2 separate regions of the Mus musculus genome follow, and region 1 is linked to region 2. The links are chromatin contacts, called in public promoter capture Hi-C maps. All regions are on one chromosome and are shown on one strand. The core of a region is the stretch at or near the end of the contact, and the rest is flanking DNA. Distances in the headings are between cores, read along the strand shown.

Region 1 (3,272 bases), core at 521-3,020, 300 kb before region 2:
TCAAGACTAGCTGGATAATATAGAGAAACTCTGTTGCAAAATAAAAAGTGAAAAGGGGGCTAAATAGACTGAGGTAGAGTGCTTACACAAAGTTCTGAGTTAAATTCCCAGTTTCGCAAACAAAACAAAACAAACTTGTTAAAAAACATAAGTAAAAATAATAACGATGATACGGAGAAATGGAACAAAGGAGAGAACAAGGTTGCGGATGTTTTTCTGGTTGTTTTTAGGTGGCTAGGGAGACAGCCAGTCCTCCCAATAGCCTGGTTAGTCATACATTATGATTCCCATCTCAGGTGAAGCCACTGGCGGTCAGAGGGCAGCTTGCCTGATCTCATACAGCCAGGAAATGACAAGAGTTGGAATTTGAACCCAGGCCCATGTGTTGCCAAACTACTTCCTTTAAGTAACGCTTATTCCAACTCATGCTAGCCATGACATTTCTCGGATTGAGACGCTCTTAATATCAAAAGCGAGAAATCGTTACATAGTGTCCCTACAGCCGGCCATATATTCCGAGACAAGAAATCCTGCATGAAATTCACTAAAACGTGTCCAGAGTCTAGTAAGCGAGTGCCAAAGTACTCGAGTTGAGCCCCAGATTCCTCGGAAATAGTGGGAAGTATGAGGCTTCAATCCTACCCGGCTACCTTGTTTTCTGTGTTTTAGACAAGCTCTCGCAACCTCTGCCAGGCTGGTTTTCCTTCCCCCAGCCTCCTCCTCCAAGCGCAGGGCTTATACTTAGACACAAGGGCCCACGCTGTCAATATGGCTGACTCATCCTATCAGTTCTGACCCTTAGACTGTCAGGAACCAGACTGACTCTTGACAAACAGAAGAAGACTCATCCACGCTTTATTTGCATAAAAACCTGCCTCTAAATTCAGCATCTTTATGATGAATCAGCTCCTCTTTCCCGGCCTTTCTGGGAGCAGGGATTCTGTGCGCTCCTCACTGGCTTTCCCTCAAAGTGTTTTTCCAGTCCACTTACAGTTGAGAACAGATGTAGATGCTGGCCTACTCCCAACACCCTGCAGCTAACTCCTGACTCCACGATTCCCTGCAGACCGAGCGGGGCTGAAGTAGAAAATGATTTCAGCCCATGGCTCTATCTGCATCACTCACTCCCAATTCAGTACTAGCCCAAAGGAACCAATCCTATTTGCAGTCTTCCTTTCAGTTCGTACTGAAGTGCGTACAGGGCGCACCACATTTCGGTGATTTAAGGCTTCGTTCTCCCTCCTCTGGCCCAACACCATCGTTTGCCAGTTTCCCTGACTCTAACAATAGAAGGGAAAAAAGTCTTTGGAAAACCGGAGACACACAATAGATCAAGATTATCTGGCCTTGGCTACCAACGCAAACGACCATGAGCTCAGACAGAAAATAAAGTAGGTCTTTTAAAAAGTAAGTGCTTCAGGCCAGAGAGATGACTCAGCTACCAAGAATGCATCCTCTTTCAGAGGAACCAAGTTCAGTTCCCCGTACCCACATCAGGCAGTTCACAACAGCCTGTGACTCCAACTCCAGAGGATCCTATGCGCCCTGCCGAACTCCTCATGGGCACCTACATATGCAAACTTAAAATTAAGAAATAAATCTTAAAAAAGGAAAAAAGAAGAAAGTAACTGGCGATCATTTAAAACACAAAATTAGAGCACGCGGGGCGGGGGGGGCGGGGGGGGCGGGCAGGCAAATACAGTGTAACTTTGAGTCACTCGCAAGTGCTAACGTCAGCTGGGTCATTTCCGCATCACTGACAAATACAGGAAACTGTCCTGTGTTGATAAAAAGCAGATGAGAGGACAGCCATCCTTAACACGATCCTTTATTCCAGTAAAGCCACAGACGTAAAACCGCTGCTGCAGCAGAGAGAGACACAGGGGGACCGGATAGCATCTTCACCGCCCTCGGTTCTGGGAACAGCTTGTGGTGCTCACAGACCTCTAGTCCGGAGTCGTTGCTGAGTATTAAACGGGTGCATCCTGTGCTGACATTTGGGCAAATCTGAGGGCTCAAGAATCTACCTACGGTCTTCTTTTCTATCTGTTCGAGTAAACTGGGGATCTGGCATTCCCTAAAACAACCATACTGGTCTCATTCGCTTACTCACTCACTAAATGTTTGATCTCCAATCATGAATCAAGTTCCTTCTTAGGCCCAGGGAACAAAGTTGAACTAGAAAGACCGGGAGGCATGGCCCCAGTCCATTTTTGCTCTCTATGGGCAGATTTTAAGCCACCTTCATCAGACTAGGAATCATGTGGAGCTTGCCAGTGATATTTCAAAGTGACTATGCCTTTCTGCTGATAACATCATTTTTTCCTCTCCAAGGATTTTTTTTTAAAGTTACAAAATTTATAGCCCAGAGTGATAGGAAAGCAATAAAAACCTGTTGAGTTGAAAAGAGTCATTTATTGTTCCCCTAAAGTATGAGCAGACTCACGTTAAGACTCCAGTGGGACATTCTCTCCACGGGCGCGCAGAGTGCTAACCTCTCAGACTTGTAAGTTATAGACGTACCTTGTTAGTTTTTGTTATTAATATTTGAAGAACTTTTACACGTTAGCACAAAGGATTAGAACACGTTAATTCTCTGAGCAGGAGGTATAGACAAAATAAATAATAATTGTTCTCTTAGAAGGTCCACTAGGCTGACATGCTATTTTTATAGAGAAGGAGACAGCCTTGTAAGCAGCAGAGTAAACAAAACATTAAAGGCAGAATCCGGTCAAGAGAAGGACCTGGGAGGATTAGGGACCATGACAAAGATGGTGCCTGAATGTCAGGATCTCATAGAAAAGGAGTAAAAGTTAGGATAAAGTTATTAAGTGGCAGTTCCCTACCACCAACATGAGGGCCCCAGAGTCAGCAAATGGAAACTTGAATGTAAGAGATCACACATTAAGGTTAAATGGGGATTAATAATGAAGGTGGCCAGAGTTTCCTTGTTCTGCAGAAGTTGGGGGTTTAGGACAAGGTGAAAGAATAATTACACAATATGAGAAAAGAGGAGGAACCAGCAAGAGCCCTGTGTGCTTTCCAGGGGAAGCAACGGATGAACGGAGGCACATAGCACAGACACCTTAGCAGTGAGGTTACATCTGGGCATTGAACTACAGGAGTTTCCATCCTGGTGTAGTGGAGCATTCCTATAATCTCAGCAACCAGGAGGCTGAGGCAGGAGAAACAGGAGTATAAGGCTAGCCTGTACTACTTGGTGAGATCCTGTCTCAAAACCAAAAACAGAAAGGAGTTTTCTGAGGCACAAA
Region 2 (3,474 bases), core at 324-2,823:
AGTGTTTTATCACAATGAAATAAGACAAACTATAAGTTTGGTTCATGCTTTAAGTCAGCTGACTTCTCTCACGTTGATTTCATCAGAGTATTTCATCACAATGACAAGAAACTAAGACATTCTTCCCATCGAAATCCTTCATTGCACCCGTTCTAAACATTGGTGACAAAGCCTTACATAATCATAACCACAAAGATTAGGAAATTAACGTTGGTGTAATTCTGCTACACAACGAGATCCCCTTCGAGCCTTCCTCATGGTCTCAATAATGTCCTTAAATGTCCCTTCCTCCCTCTGGTGCAGAATTGGCTCCAAAATCCCAAGTCCCACTTGTGTGCCACACTTCACTTGCCTTTCACCTGGGGCAAGTTTTGGTCTTTCTTCATAGTTTATGTGCCAGATACTTTTCAAGAATAAGAACTCTTACACTGACCCTCAGGTTAGTTTGCATGTTTCCTCGTGATGAGCTTCAGATGATACATGTGAGAAGGAATGTCAGAATCAATGTGGCGTTCCCAGTGCGTCATGTCAGAAGGTGGTGGTGTGTCCTGCTATTGTCGATGATGATGTTAGCAATGTGGGTGGTCTTTGCCATGTTTCTTCACTGTGAAGCTATTATTTTCTTTGTAAAATAAGTGTTATGGGAAGGTTCTTCTTTGATAATTATTTGAGTATCCTGCTGTGCAACCAAATCTCAGATCCAGGTTTTAGCATTTAGTTTTATAATGGATTTTAAATGCTTATTTTTCAATGAATTCCCTTCATGTTTTTGTATTGCAGTTTGTTTACCGGTCTACTGAAGAATGTATTGTTGTGTCTCCCTAAACTTAAAATATTTAGTATTTGAGCTTCTGGAGAACTTTCTGGTTTTTTTTTGTTTTTTTTTTTTGTTTTTTTTTTTTTTTTAAGATTTATTTATTTATTGTATGTAAGTTCACTGTAGCTGTCCTCAGATACTCCAGAAGAGGGCATCAGATTTTGTTACGGATGGTTGTGAGCCACCATGTGGTTGCTGGGATTTGAACTCGGGACCTTTGGAAGAGCAGTTGGTGCTCTTAACCTCTTAACCACTGAGCCATCTCGCCAGCCCCCCTTTCTGTTTTTTAAATCACCTCTAGTTTCTATTGCCAGACAAGCAATCAACTGCCTGGAACAATCTCTAGGCAGATGATTTAGCCCAGCAAATACTCCTGTTTGTTCTGCACCTGGGATGATCACACAGCCTGGTGGTCTGCTCTCTTATTTACAAAAAGAATATTAGATCAGAAAATCTAAGCCCTTCATGGTATTCTTTGGTGCCGTCGTGGTAATTTTCACTTCACTCTGCCTAGATAGGCTGACTTTTGTTTTTTAAACCATATCTTACTCTTTCATTAATCAGTTTGACCCGAATTACATGAATATACCAATGTTTGTCTTTGCCAAGTGTTTTAGCAGTCTCTGAAGTATAATATCTTTCATCTGGTCCTATCACAGTGACTTGAGTAGGATTTTGGGATGAGTACAGACACATGCTACCTCCTTTTGTTGCATAGCTGAGCTATTTCACAATTATCCAGAAGTTATTCTAGGTCATGGCCACAAGCCTTTTGCCCAAATTTTCCATCTGGTGTTTGGAGCCTGTATCTTGCAGGGACTTGTGTCATAAACTGATATTTATTATTTATCTGCCTTCAGCTTAAGTCTTTCTGACATCATTAGTGCTTATCCTACATAGCCCTCATTTCACACGAGAAACATTTGGACTTGTTTACTTAACAGAAGGGAATCAAGTTGCTCATCTGGACAACTAAGGGTTTGGCTGAGAGAGCCTCTGCTGGCTGGAACTTGCTATGGTTTCAGGAAACCTTGGTTTTAGAGATCCGTGTATGCATTTGACAGCTTGCCTAGAACGAGACCATGGCCTGTAAGGAGGAAGGCCTGTGGGCCTTGCCAGGCTCTTGAATGAACAATCAAGCAAATGGCATCCCAAACCCTGAAAGTCTAGAGGTAAGGAAGCCACTGAACCAGGAAGAATGCATCAACCATATTTTCCTGCAGCTTTTTAGAGATTTCTTAAAAAATAAACCCCGAAGGCTGACCATGACTTACAATGTGTGCTTATCTTTGGTCTGGATTCCTTCCACTTGTTTCCCTAGAGTTGAGCTGGTTGTCCACTAGTATGTTTGTAGTTTCTGAACATATTGGACATACCCCATATTGATCTTTTGGTGCCCTCAGGGAATTCAGGTTACTCACCCTCACGTCAGAAAAAGCCATGCTTAAGAAGCATCTCTCTGAGAGACCATTGTGTATGTCCTACAGTCTGTCTGTTGTTCACTTTCCATTACAGCATGTCATGCTAATGCCATATGTGTTATACACACCACGAATTGATTGCTCCCAACCCCTTCGAAAATGCTGTTTAACAAGAGGTCCACAGACAGTATTGGATGGACGAAAATACAAATAAGAACAAGATAAAAGTTCTCCCAACCCACAGTTCCGATAACATTGACCATATGCCTTCAGCTCAGTGCCTCTTTCTGCTTTTCACTTCCTCACCTCTGTTCCTGTCCCTTCCATCCCTTTTTCTTCCACTTGATATCTATCAGGTATCAATTCCTTCCTCTTACTGTCAGATTCTGACCTTTCCTGCCTGTACCACTGTTCCTCCATGCAGTGGGAGAAGGGCTTCACTGTGCTCCCCCAAACATCCCCCTCTTACTCCTTATCTATCTGGGCATATTTTAACTCCTCAGCCACATAGGCTCTGTGTGTAGAGAATAGACATCCACATACATATCTGCATGTGCACCCATATCCACATATACCATATTATCAAAAGTGTCATTATAAATACATGGTATCTAGTAATCTAGATTTTAAACAGATTCTTTAACATTACATTCTTATTGAAAATATTTAATCTGAATCCTGTGTTTCTACCCTGTCTTTGACCATTTAGTTCCCAGGTAAAAACACACATAACCTTTATATTTATCATAAGCCTTAATCAGCTCTACAATCAGCACTACAACTGGGCAGATATCTATCCACTATGCTATTATGTCTATTTCCCAGCTAATAATCCCATTATATAACTTGCCATGTTTTATCTGGGCTGCCCTTACCCAACTTTGCCAACCCAGATGGCCATTATTTTAAGATTCTTAACCAATGGTGGCTTCTCTTCTCTTCTTTCTTCTTCTCTTCCCCCTCCTCATGGTCTCTTCCAATCCCAAAGCCAGAAGCACCAAGCCCCACCTATCCCAATTTTGCCCAACTACAGGCTGTGTGCACCTTTATTCACCAATCATAAATGACTTGGGGACAAGGTCATATATCATTTGGGTCTACATGTGAACTGTCTCATCTCTTGGGCAACTAGGTTTTGGGGACCTGCACTTAGCATTACAATACATAGCAACAGACCAAACCTCAACATTGTATAAAGGATAATTTTCCATTCAGCAGATATGTCTTCATTATTTT

What was found. Capture Hi-C pulls out chosen DNA fragments and counts their contacts.
Region 1: a contact with region 2 is called in a promoter capture Hi-C map of adipose tissue. A contact is called at or near these places in 3 of 9 other capture datasets (adipose tissue, liver and pancreatic islet).

What each region holds. Positions count from the first base shown.
Region 1 is chr19:21,736,204-21,739,475 of GRCm38.p6, reverse strand. No RefSeq gene overlaps it. Among named protein-coding and RNA genes, the nearest start is that of Gm41818, 14 kb to the right of the region's middle.
Region 2 is chr19:21,437,725-21,441,198 of GRCm38.p6, reverse strand. All of the region lies in intron 1 of Gda (guanine deaminase), which reads left to right. Among named protein-coding and RNA genes, the nearest start is that of Gda, 33 kb to the left of the region's middle.